Regions from separate parts of the Zea mays genome. Here region 2 is linked to region 1. The links are chromatin contacts, called in public Hi-C maps. All regions are on one chromosome and are shown on one strand. Each heading gives the region's core, a stretch centred on a gene start, on an enhancer-like site or on the middle of the called end of the contact. The rest is flanking DNA. Distances are from core to core; before and after follow the strand shown.

Region 1 (5,676 bases), core at 1,082-3,581:
AATGATCCTTTCTGGCAAAGAATTCTCCACTTGAAACTCAAACTCCACACCCTTGCAACCAGTTAGACATCTGACCACTCCAACAACTTCTTTAATGAAGGAATGAAGGTTGAACGGCCTCCTGACCAAAGACAAGTGCTCACAGTTCATTGTCGATGTTTGCATCACATCGTTCATCAGTGTGGATGCAACACTGCTTGTCTTGGCAATGGCATCCATCACAAGCCTTTGCTCTGGATTCATGCTCTCCTGTTGCATCATTGAGACGAGACCAAGGATTGAGTGCATTGGCCTTCGCATTCCATCGTACATTGCAGTCTGGAAGGAATTCCTAGCGTCCCCTGCCCTCATGGCTTCATCCTTTGCCTGCAGCAAGTCCCTATGCTGCTCGGCAAGCTTCTCTCGCATCAGCTGAGACTCCTCTAGGAGTGCAGCATGTGACAGAGCGACTGCAACTTGGTCAGCAACTACCTCAACAATCTCCAACTCTCTTCGACCCCACCCTAATGAACCATCATTAGGCAAAACCAGAACCAAGATAGCATAGCTCGTCTGCATCACTTCCGGAGTCCCTCCTTTGAAATTTGACACCCTTAACATCGGCATCCTTATTGCAGCCACAGGCCCTGCTTCATGCTTGCTTCGGCTAGAAACCCCTAGCGCCGAATCTGGGCCAAGAACTTTTGCATCCTTGGTTGCCTTTATTTCTTGAACATCCGGATCATCAATAGGAATCGAGTGTTTCTGTGGGTCCATTATATCCCTTTCCCTCAGCTGATGTGTTAAGATCATCGTGCTCCTGGTCTCATCAGGCATCCAGACAGCACAATTCTGCAGTTCCAGTGCCTTCGAGAGCTCAACCATGGTGGTGTACAAGATGGTATGTCTGTCGAGCGACTTGCGGATCTCCTGTGTGAGCATGCGCACATGCCAGCTCGCCTCTTCTTTCCTTTTCATCCTCCCCACCTCCCGGTCCAGCTCACGCGCCTTGTTCATCAGGAAGTTTTCCCTGACCTTCACCCTCAGGAGCTGTGGTATCAGCGTCAGCAGGGTGATGGCCGTCGCGAAGGAGACCAGTGCCGTCAGGAACTTGGCGACGGTAAGGGCGAGTACGAGGTGGAAGGAGTGCGGCTCGTAGGTGAACACAGTGATGAGGTGCGTGAGGCCGCAGAGCACGATGAAGGCGCCGAACTGCAGCACGATCCATTTGAGGGGGAAGAGGTCGGAGCAGGTGGCGAAGTAGAGCAGCTCGAGCGGGATGGAGAAGTAGGCCGCGGCGATGAGGAAGTCGCTGACCTTCTGGCATTGCAGGATGTTATAGGTGCTGGAGAGGGCGCCGTCGTCGGCGTCGTCGCAGCCGCCGCAGTGGCCGAAATCGACAGACGCCGCTGACGGCGAGAGGAGCAGGGAGGAGAGGAACAGGAGGATCCACGCGGAGGAAACCCCGCGCAGCAGTGCCGTTCCCACCACCATCGGCTCTACCACCTCCAACCAGGCTTCATTCAGACGCGCATTTGCGCATTTCTGAACCGACTGGAGGCGCCCGTCGTCGATTCCACGCTGCGGGTGCCGACGCTCCTGCATTCACCAGACGGCCATCACAGATTTTCAGTTAATCAAACTGCGGCACACAAAATCAAGATCTGGCGTAAAGCAAATCGTTGCTTTGGGACGGATAGGCCCCCCTGTGAAGATTAGTCTTTCCTAAAAGTAGCATCGAAATCTATCTATCGGCCAAAATCGAATCACCAGTCCGCCAAAATTCGGGCAGTAGGGGATTTAGCCAAATCCGATAAACCCCTCCGATAAATCCAAACATAGTTATTGAATTGGTAGAACGAAGAAGAACGGAGGAGTGTCAAAAGCCGCCCACCTTCCGCCTCCGACCATCCCTCCTGCCGGATGCAGCAGCAATCCTCAAGCGGAGGAGGAGCAGCAACGCCCGCCAAGAAACACAGCGTTGGCACCGGTACTAGCACCATAACCGTCTACACGTGGGCTGGCTACGGATCTCCAGCAGACCTCGGCAGCGTCGAGAGCCCGGCGGGCGGCGGATCCATGGTCACGAGGCCTGCCGACGGAAGAAAAGAGGGTCTTTTTTTCTCCCTTTCCTCCCTCTTCTTTCACAGCCTCGCCCCTGGAGCTGGGCTGAGAGAGAGACAGCGACGTCGGAAGAAGGGGAGAACGCGGCGTCGCAGTGGGGTGGCTGGCGGGTGGAGGGCGCTAAGCGACGACCGGACGAGCCGATTGAGGAGAGGGGTAGGAAGAGGAGGCGATGCTTTGGGTCCGTCGAGCAGGCAGGAGCCAGGGGGTTGTCTCTCCCCTCGGTGGGAAGAAAGGAGTGGGACGAACGAGAGCAAGAGCAGAGCAGCGCAGCTCGGGGGCTGGCCGGATGCGGGTCGTTGCTTCAACCTCGCTGCACCACTCTCGCGTGCTCTGATCTGTTCGCCGCGTTTCGCCGGCGTGGCTCTGGATGGATGCACCTGCCTGTTTCCTCGGCCTGGGCCCGCCCGTCTGCCGGCAAACCGCTGCGCCTTCCCCTGGTTTTCGATCCATTCAGCTATGAGCTAGGTGGTATATAAGCAGTAGCATTTGCTTCACCGCATATCTTGGGCCCACAGTATTTGTAGGAGGGACTGAATTGGGCCAAATCACTTTCAGCTATTGAGTTGGGCCAAATCACTTTCAGCTATTGAGTTTTGCACTTCAGCTCCAAGGAATTAACGAGAGGACCCCGTATTTGTAGGAGGAAATGGATTGGGCCAAATCGCTTTCACTTCCCTTCTATGAAGAGCAGTGTGGCCAAAGCATAGTTAGCAATTTCGAGCGAAACTCGCAGACTTTCGGAATGTTTTCCCTATTTTTGGACCTCTATGTGAATTGGCTTTCGTGTAAAATTCGGAAGTTTCAGTTCGCTATTCAAAAAAATTAAAATTCATAAAAACGGAAAATCGTGTTTTAGACCGGGTTTCGGTGGTTTTCGATCGAATTTCAATGCCTTTTGTTCCAAAATAACAAATTTCACCGAAATTCGTCGAGAAAACACCAAATTTCATTTTTAAATTTAAAATTCTACCTTAAATGGATTTGAGCGAATTTCACTCCGAATTTCATTTTCGGTGTATTACAAGATTTGCATTCTAAACGAAATGGTTAACCTTGGGCCGAAGTCTAGCCCATATAGAGGATGTCTAGACGGTAGCCTTGAGTTTAACGAATAGTTTAGGCCTCTCTAGAAACATAATATTTTTCTAGTCTCAAGATAATGCTCGGTATTTGAGCATACCATGGTATTTTCGGCCAAAAGGTATTTAAGAGCACATATAGAAGCTCTATATTTTAAAATGTAGTATTTGTAGGGTCTAAAAAACTTTGGTTTGGACAAAAAAATTCACCGGCACGAGACTGTAGTCTCGCCTTTTCTCCTCCCCTCCTACTGCTGCAACTAAAATGCTAATTCTCAAAACAAGTGTTGGATTAACTTGATGGAAAATATACTATAATGTAACACCCTTTTTTTATGGTACAGTTATAACAAGTATTATAGATGAATTTAAATTCTCTTCTCTTTAAACATAATTTACATATTCTTTTCCAAATAGAGAAAGGAAGGATTTTTTATAGATAAAATATTTCACTACCTATTTGTTGTTTTATGGAAAATTTTGAATTGAATTGAACTTTATTTGATTTGAATATGGAAATTAAACTTAAATTTTAATTTTAAAAAAGGAAAAGAACAAAATAGTGCAAACCAGGTGGCCTCCTCAGCGCGCGCCCGTGCCTTGCCTCCTTGCGCTCGCTGGCAAGCAGAGCGAACCGATCAACCGCACCCCCACTCTCTGACACGTGGGACCCACACCCACATGTCATCCCTAACCTTCCGCTCTCTCTTTGTTCCACGACGGACACACTGTCATCGATCTCGCCCCTGAGAGATCGGAACATCACCTCGATCATTGCTCCCCCATTTTCCTCCTCGGATATCTGTGCCATATCCCCGAGTAGTTTTGTCGGCATTAAAATGGCGACCCGACCATGCTACCCTCACCATCACTGCCCTTATGTCATCAATTGCATGGCCCTATAAAAGACGACCCCTAGCACCGATTGATCACCTCACTGAGAGCTCTGCCTCCTTCCTGGCACTTGCACCCTCACACTAGTGCAAGTGTCGCCATCACTGAGCTTCTTGAGCACGTTCTGCCCTAATCAGAGTACCTTTGTCCTCACCGTCACTACCACAATTGCATGGGGACTGGACGAATACACAGTTGCATGGGGACTGGATGAAGGAATGGTTCTACGCTGAAGTAGATTCTGTGAACTAGAAAGATTTCAAGGGTTTGCTGATGAGTCCTCTAAAGATTAGCTTCGGTCTAAGGAGGCTAAAGTGTGATATGTGTGAAGCTGCCGAAAAATGTTACAAGATTTTCAACACTATCGCCGAGAAGTCTAGCTCTCGGGACCTGATTCAAGAAGCACTTTCTTACGACATTTATCCTACTTGTACCGGGTGGTAGCTATCGAAGGAAGTGAAAAGAAAAGATGGTGATCTTGACACTTAGCATTTTAATTTAAGTAACAGGCTTCATACAAGGCTCCTTTCGCTGGTTTGTTGAAACTGATCGACACAAAGTGCAATGAAATTCTTGGGAACTATCATGTAAAGGAACACGAAGATATGTCATCCACCTTCAAGAACCGAGGGAAACTTAGGTTGAATATAGTTTAGAATGCCATAGGGTTTGATATACCCTGACTACACGAAGCTTGTGACCAGCACCGAAGCTAGAGAAAAGAAAGAGGGGCATGAAAGCAACTAGGAATAAGGCGTCGAAGAAGCCTGGTGATGATGAGATAAAGGATGATGAATCTGAATATGACAAAGAGTCACCTTCGGGTAAGGCCACGTCTCTGAGAAGAAGAAAGCTAACATTTCTGAGAAGAAGATTCTTGCTACACAAGAACAGGGAAAATAAAGTGCTACTACTACTTAATCATTGGGTTGTACACGGATTCTCGAGGTAATGACCCGACCACTGCCATTTTCTACTCTAAGTCACTTGGGATCAGAACTAACCTAACTATTAACGACTACAAAGGGCACCGACGAAGGTGGTCATACTTCGACAGCTCCAAAGGCCAAGAATTCCCTATCTGAAGAAGTGGAGAGCTGTAACACCCTGAATTTGGGGGTATAAAATTTCTTTCTTATGATCATCCAAATCCAGGTGTTACTCTTCTCTATCTCACTCTAGTTTCTCTCTCTCTCTAGTTTTCTCCCTCTCTTTTTCTTTTAATTAGGGTTAGTTGAATTAGTGAAGGATTATTTATTTTATTTTGCCCAAAACATATGAGTCATGGAATGTTGCATCATATTGAGCCTAATTATTCTTTGAATTGTTGCATATATTTGATTTGGTTTGAATTTGAAACTTGATTTGAACTTGAATTGAAAACCATAGAGAAAATAAATAGAAAAGCAATTAGAAAATCCCTAGAAAAAGGAAAACCTATTTCAGCCCAAACTAGCCCACTAAGCCCAGCCCCCGCGCGCGCCTGCACCCGCGCGCCCTCGGTGCCTGACAGGTGGGCCCCGCCTATCGGCGCCAACCCGTGTGCGCTCACTCCCCTTCTCTCTCTCTCGCTGCTCTGTGGGGCCAAGCTGTCGGC
Region 2 (5,676 bases), core at 1,076-3,575, 340 kb after region 1:
AACTTCCCGCAAGGACCACCACACAATTGGTGTCTCTTGCCTCAATTACAAGTGAGTGTTTGATCACAAGAAAGAATGCGATCCAAGCGCAAGAGCTCAAATGAACACTACAAATCACTCTCTCTAGTCACTAAGGCTTTGTGTGGAGTTGGGAGAGGATTTGATCTCTTTTGGTGTGCTTTGCAATGAATGCTAGCTCTTGTATAGTGGTTGGAAGCTGAAAAACTTGGATGCAATGAATGGTGGGGTGGTTGGGGTATTTATAGCCCCAACCACCAAACATGACCGTTGGTGGAGGCTGTCTGTCGTATGGTGCACCGGACAGTCCGGTGCACACCGGACATGTCCGGTGCGCCAGCCACGTCACCAAAGCCGTTGCAATTCGACTGTTGGATTTCTGTCTTCTGGGCCCGTCTGGATGTCCGGTGCACACCGGACATGTACTGTTTAATGTCCGGTGCGCCAGTATGGGCGTGCCTGACTTCTGCGCGCTTCTGGCGCGCATTGAATGCGCCCGCAGGTGACCGTTGGCGCGAAGTAGTCGTTGCTCCGCAGTCGCACCGGACAGTCCGATGTACACCGGACATGTCCGGTGAATTATAGCGGAGCAGCCGTTCTGAATTCTCGTGGCTGCCGAGTTCCAGAGCCACGACTTTTTGGAGCATCGGACACTGTCCGGTGTACACCGGACAGTCCGGTGAATTATAGCGCGCCGGCTCTGAGAATTTCCCGAGGCTGAGGAGTTCTGGGCGAAGTCTCCTGGTGCACCGGACACTGTCCGGTGCGCAACCGGACACTGTCCGGTGCGCCAGACCAGGGAGCCTTTCGGGATGCCTTTTGCTCTCTATTTTGAATCCAACTTTGGTCTTTTTAATTGGCTTGTTGAGAACCTTTGACACCTGTATAACTTATACACTAGAGCAAACTAGTTAGTCCAATTATTTGTGTTGGGCAATTCAACCACCAAAATCATTTAGGAACTAGCTGTAAGCCTAATTCCCTTTCACATACATTGGAGGATACATATGTGCTTGCCGCTGCCATCGTTGTACCGGATCTGAAAATGGGATTGATCTGGTCGGCTGGAAGCCTTAGACCCATGAGCACTGGAGCAGCTAGGGATGTAATATGGTTCGGAAACATCCGTCCAGATCCAGATTCGAAGATGGTGAACACTTGTTCGGATGGAATTTTCGGATATCCGGACTTTTTCGGATAACAGATACGAATACGGATATTCTGATCGGATATCGAATTCGAATACAATATGTCTGATATCTATCGGATATCGAATATCCGAATATTTTCTCGGATAAATCTTCTCGGATATCCGGATATCTTATCCGGATATATGTGTGCATTTTGTTGATTTTTTAGAAAGAAATTAATAATATACAAATAGCCTCAGAACTTCATTATTTTTTGTGGAGGCATAACATATGTTCACATATAACCCTCCAAAATATTTGGACCATAAAATCCACAATATGCTAGTGTTTCTTTCATTTCACTTCCACTTGTTGCGTGAATTACACGTGAAATCACACTAAGTATCCAAGTTTGAACATAATCAATACTTCACTTTATCATTTTCATGTGGAGCTTGAGGTTATATTCTTATATAATGTTTATTAGTCTTGGTAACTTATTTACATTTTGATGATTTTATGCAAATTAAATTAATAATACGCAAATAGCTTAAAATTCACGAATTTTTAAAAAAACGCGACATATGTACACATATAATGCTAAAAATGTTTGGACTCAAGGAGTGGATACATGATTACAACTATGACCATGATATGCGTGGAACTATGTTTTACACGATATCCGATAAAAAATTCGTTACCGATAATATCCATGTCTAACTAGTTACGTATTTGACATAACTATCTGTATTTGTATCTGAGAATATTTGTACCCGAAGTTATCCGTATAAATTTTGAATCCGAATAAAAATATAAAAACAAATATGGTTTCAGTGATATACATCCGTATTCGATCGGATGGAGCAGGTGAGGGACGGAGGGAGCTGTAAACACGAGCAAAAGTGGAATAAGATGGAAATGGTCAAATAGCAACAATAGTGGCGGGGTTGCTGGCGATGGCGACCGGCTGGCACTTGGTTTGAACGGCGTGGCTGCTGGATGGCACCTACCAATCGGTGGCAACGGCGGGTGGAGGCTGGTGGTGCTACCACGCGGGCCAGCAGCCAGCGGAGGGGGTCCGACTGGGGGAGTGGCCGACTGCCAGCTGGGGGCTCCGGACATCGAGGGGCGGGGTTGCCGGCTCGGTTTTGGTTTGGTTCGACGTACGGTTCAGTTTCCGATTTTAAAGTGCCCAGTCCTAGAAACGAAGAAGCGCACGAACCCATCGTTTGACCGACCAACTGCCCAACAAACGATGGCCGGCGTGTCAGCAAGCATCCCGTGCGTGGTGCTCAACACGGGCCACGCGATGCCCGTGCTGGGCTTCGGGACCGGCTCCTCCAGCACGCCGGAGGATCTGCCGGCGACCATCCTCCACGCCGTCCGCCTTGGCTACCGCCACATCGACACGGCCTCCATGTACGGCACGGAGGGGGCGGTCGGAGCCGCCGTCTCCGACGCCGTCGCTGCGGGGGCCGTCACCTCCCGCGCTGACCTCTTCATCACCTCCAAGCTCGTGATGAAGGACGCGCATCCGGACCGCGTGCTCCCCGCGATCCGGGAGTCGCTGGCCCGCCTAGGCCTGGACTACCTCGACCTCTTCCTCGTCCACTGGCCCGTCGCCGCCGACGAGAACAACAAGCCCGTGCCGTTCGACATGGAAGGCGTCTGGCACGCCATGGAGGAGTGCCACCGCATCGGCCTTGCTAGGTCCGTCGGCGTCAGCAACTTCTCTGCGGCCAAGATGTCCCGGCTGCTCGCCTTCGCCGCCGTACCGCCGGCTGTGAACCAGGTGGAGGTGAACGTCGGCTGGCGTCAAGAGAAGGTCAGGGAGGCCTGCGCCAAGAACGGCGTCGTCGTCACCGCCTTCTCGCCGCTGGGCGCGATCGGCACGGCGTGGGGATCCAACGCCGTCATGGAAAGCGGCGCGCTGGAGGACATCGCCGCCAGGAGAGGCAAGACCATTGCTCAGGTAAGTAAAAATTTAAAAGCAAAAGGGGGAAAGATTGGATTGTCGGTTTTATATTATCGAAATATAGACCATATCCACTAAATGCATAAAAAAACTGTTTCTATATGTATAAAAAAACTGTTTCTAAGTGGATGACGGAGAAGAGAAAATGTATATAATAATAAATAAGATTTGTTCTAAAAAACTAGCTACTTAGAGTATGGTTTCTATATGTATTTCTTTTTTTCTCGAACTGCGCTTCTTTGCATTAAGAAGGAGAAAGAAGAGACCAAGATCCAAAGGAAACCAAAGTTTCTATATGTATTATCTATATATGACATGACAAGTAAAACTGTCTTATAGTTTTTGGGTTGGGACGTCGTCGTTGGATTAGGAGTGACCTAATCAATTATTTAACTCCTATGGTTTATATAAATAGTACCACAACTTAGATAAATCACTTCTTTAAAAAAAGGAAAAACGTGGGTAAACTCTTCTGTTTTATCACATGATGTAGCCCTACTGTTTATATATACACACAATAAGTGTTTCTTTGAATAATCAAGATAATTCCTTTCTTGAATTGAACATAAGCTGTTTAATTTGGGTGAACTGTTTAGGACATGGTACTGTATTCTTCCTCCTACTTTATAACTTTTTTTATTTAGAAAAAGACAAAATTGTGTTTATTGGAATAACTAAAGGGGTGTTTGGTTGCCACCTCCTAAATTTTAGTGTCACTTTTAGTTCTTAAGCTGCTAAACAATATGACTAAGTGAGGCCTCCCAAATAAAAATTATAAGGACTAAAGTCTAGGAGGGTGACTAATAAAGGAACCAAACACACCCTATGTTTTTTTAAATGTTGTAGCAATGCAGCTGTGACCTATTTATGAGCTGATCATCATCTCCATTTATATGTGTAGGTAGCGTTGAGGTGGCTTCACGAGCAAGGGGTGTGCTTTGTGGCGAGGAGCTTTAACAAGGAGAGGTTGAAGCAAAACATGGAGCTTTTCGATTGGGAGTTGAGCGTCGATGACAAGGAGAAGATCATGGGGATTCCACAGAGGAGAGCATGCCGTGCAGAGTTCTTTTTGTCACCAGACGGGCCGTACAAGACCTTGGAGGAGCTATGGGACGGGGAGATATGAGATACCATGTAGCTGTTGTATCTATTGTTTGTCGACATCGTTGTTGCTTGCTGCTGTGGGGAAATATCTTCGGAATACTCTCTGAATGAATGTGGACTAACAGTTGGTCCTGGACAATTGCCTTGCATGTCAGTATACATTTTGTTGCATTCTAGCTAGGTTGGGTGTGGTAGTACTGCTAGTGATTAAGATTATTAGGGCTTTTCTTAGATCATGTACAACCTTTAGTTTGCCAAATAATAACTTGATTTTGTGTCATTAAACCAAATATCTGGATCGATAGTGCTTGGCCTATGACGAGTACATCCCAGCTCATCATATTTCATCACATGAACAGCATTCACCATCTAAGTGATAGATTGTAATCATGAGCCACATATACAAAGTCATTGCCGAAAAGATACAAGAGAAGGCTTATTTATTCATAGCTGATGTTATCTCTGACATATTTGAGAATGTTGAACTACCTAAATATTCCACATTTATGTGTTGATAAAAGGCATGTCAAATAGACATGCAATAGGACCAGATGGCTTCAATGGACTCTATCAAAAAGTGTTTGGCCATCATGCATTATAAGCAAGATTTTGTATGACTAGTTCAAGACTTCTGCAATACTTCTATGGACATAAGCAGCCCAATTTCTTCACGTATTGCTCTAATTCCGAAGAAATCTAACTCTGAAGTTGTGGATGATTACAGATCGATCCATATGTTGAATTACTCTTAGAAGAGCATTACCAAGCTTTTTGTCATCTAGATATTTTGCAGCTGGTGCATGCAAACTAGTATCGCTTCATTAAAGGAAGTACAATACAAGACTGCCTAGCATGAGTTTTTCATTTACTTCACCTCTATCATCACTCCGAGAAGAAAGTACTAATCTGAAAATTGGCTTTGAGAAAGCTTTTGATAAATGAGACCATTAGGTATTCATAGTCAAACTCAAACGTTACATTTCGCGGACGGGAGTGAGTTGGGCCGAGACAAGGGATTTTGGCCCAGGATAGGTTTTTTTTAATTTATTCTTTTCTTTTCTATTTTATTTCAGTTTCCTATTTCAGTTTTTAATTCAAAACTAAGTTTTGAATCCCAAATTTCAAATTCATATGCACAATCAAAACTCCAGCATGGATGCTTTACTATATATTTTATATTTATCTATTTATTATCCTATTTTTGCAAATGCTTCCAGCTATATGATTTACCCATAGGTACTTTATTTTAGGGAAATAATTTCTATTGTATAGTTTATATCAAGATATGATTTACTTAAACTTCTTTAGAGAGTACTTATCGATGTATAGGTCTACAAAGGGGATAACTTAATTCACTTAGTGATCTTTTCATTTGATCTTTTATTAGAAAAGGTGTTCATTTTAGGAGAAGTAATTTCCAAGGTAAGAATATATATATATATATATATA

The links. Hi-C and Micro-C count contacts between places; a contact is called where the count stands out from the background.
Region 2: a Hi-C map of leaf shows a contact between it and region 1, with 5 times the contacts expected there. The contact joins the promoter of LOC100283694 here to the promoter of LOC541627 in region 1. A contact is called at or near these places in 3 of 25 Hi-C or Micro-C datasets (ear, leaf and tassel).

The regions. Positions count from the first base shown.
Region 1 is chr10:103,367,610-103,373,285 of Zm-B73-REFERENCE-NAM-5.0, forward strand. LOC541627 (ethylene receptor homolog 2) reads right to left here and starts at 2,332. Exons shown (of 3, transcript NM_001111382.2): 1 at 1,874-2,332; 2 at 1-1,578. The coding sequence starts at 1,473.
Region 2 is chr10:103,711,249-103,716,924 of Zm-B73-REFERENCE-NAM-5.0, forward strand. It overlaps LOC100283694 (NAD(P)H-dependent oxidoreductase), which reads left to right and starts at 2,326. Exons shown (of 2, transcript NM_001156595.1): 1 at 2,326-3,120; 2 at 4,025-4,694. The coding sequence starts at 2,404. The coding sequence ends at 4,249.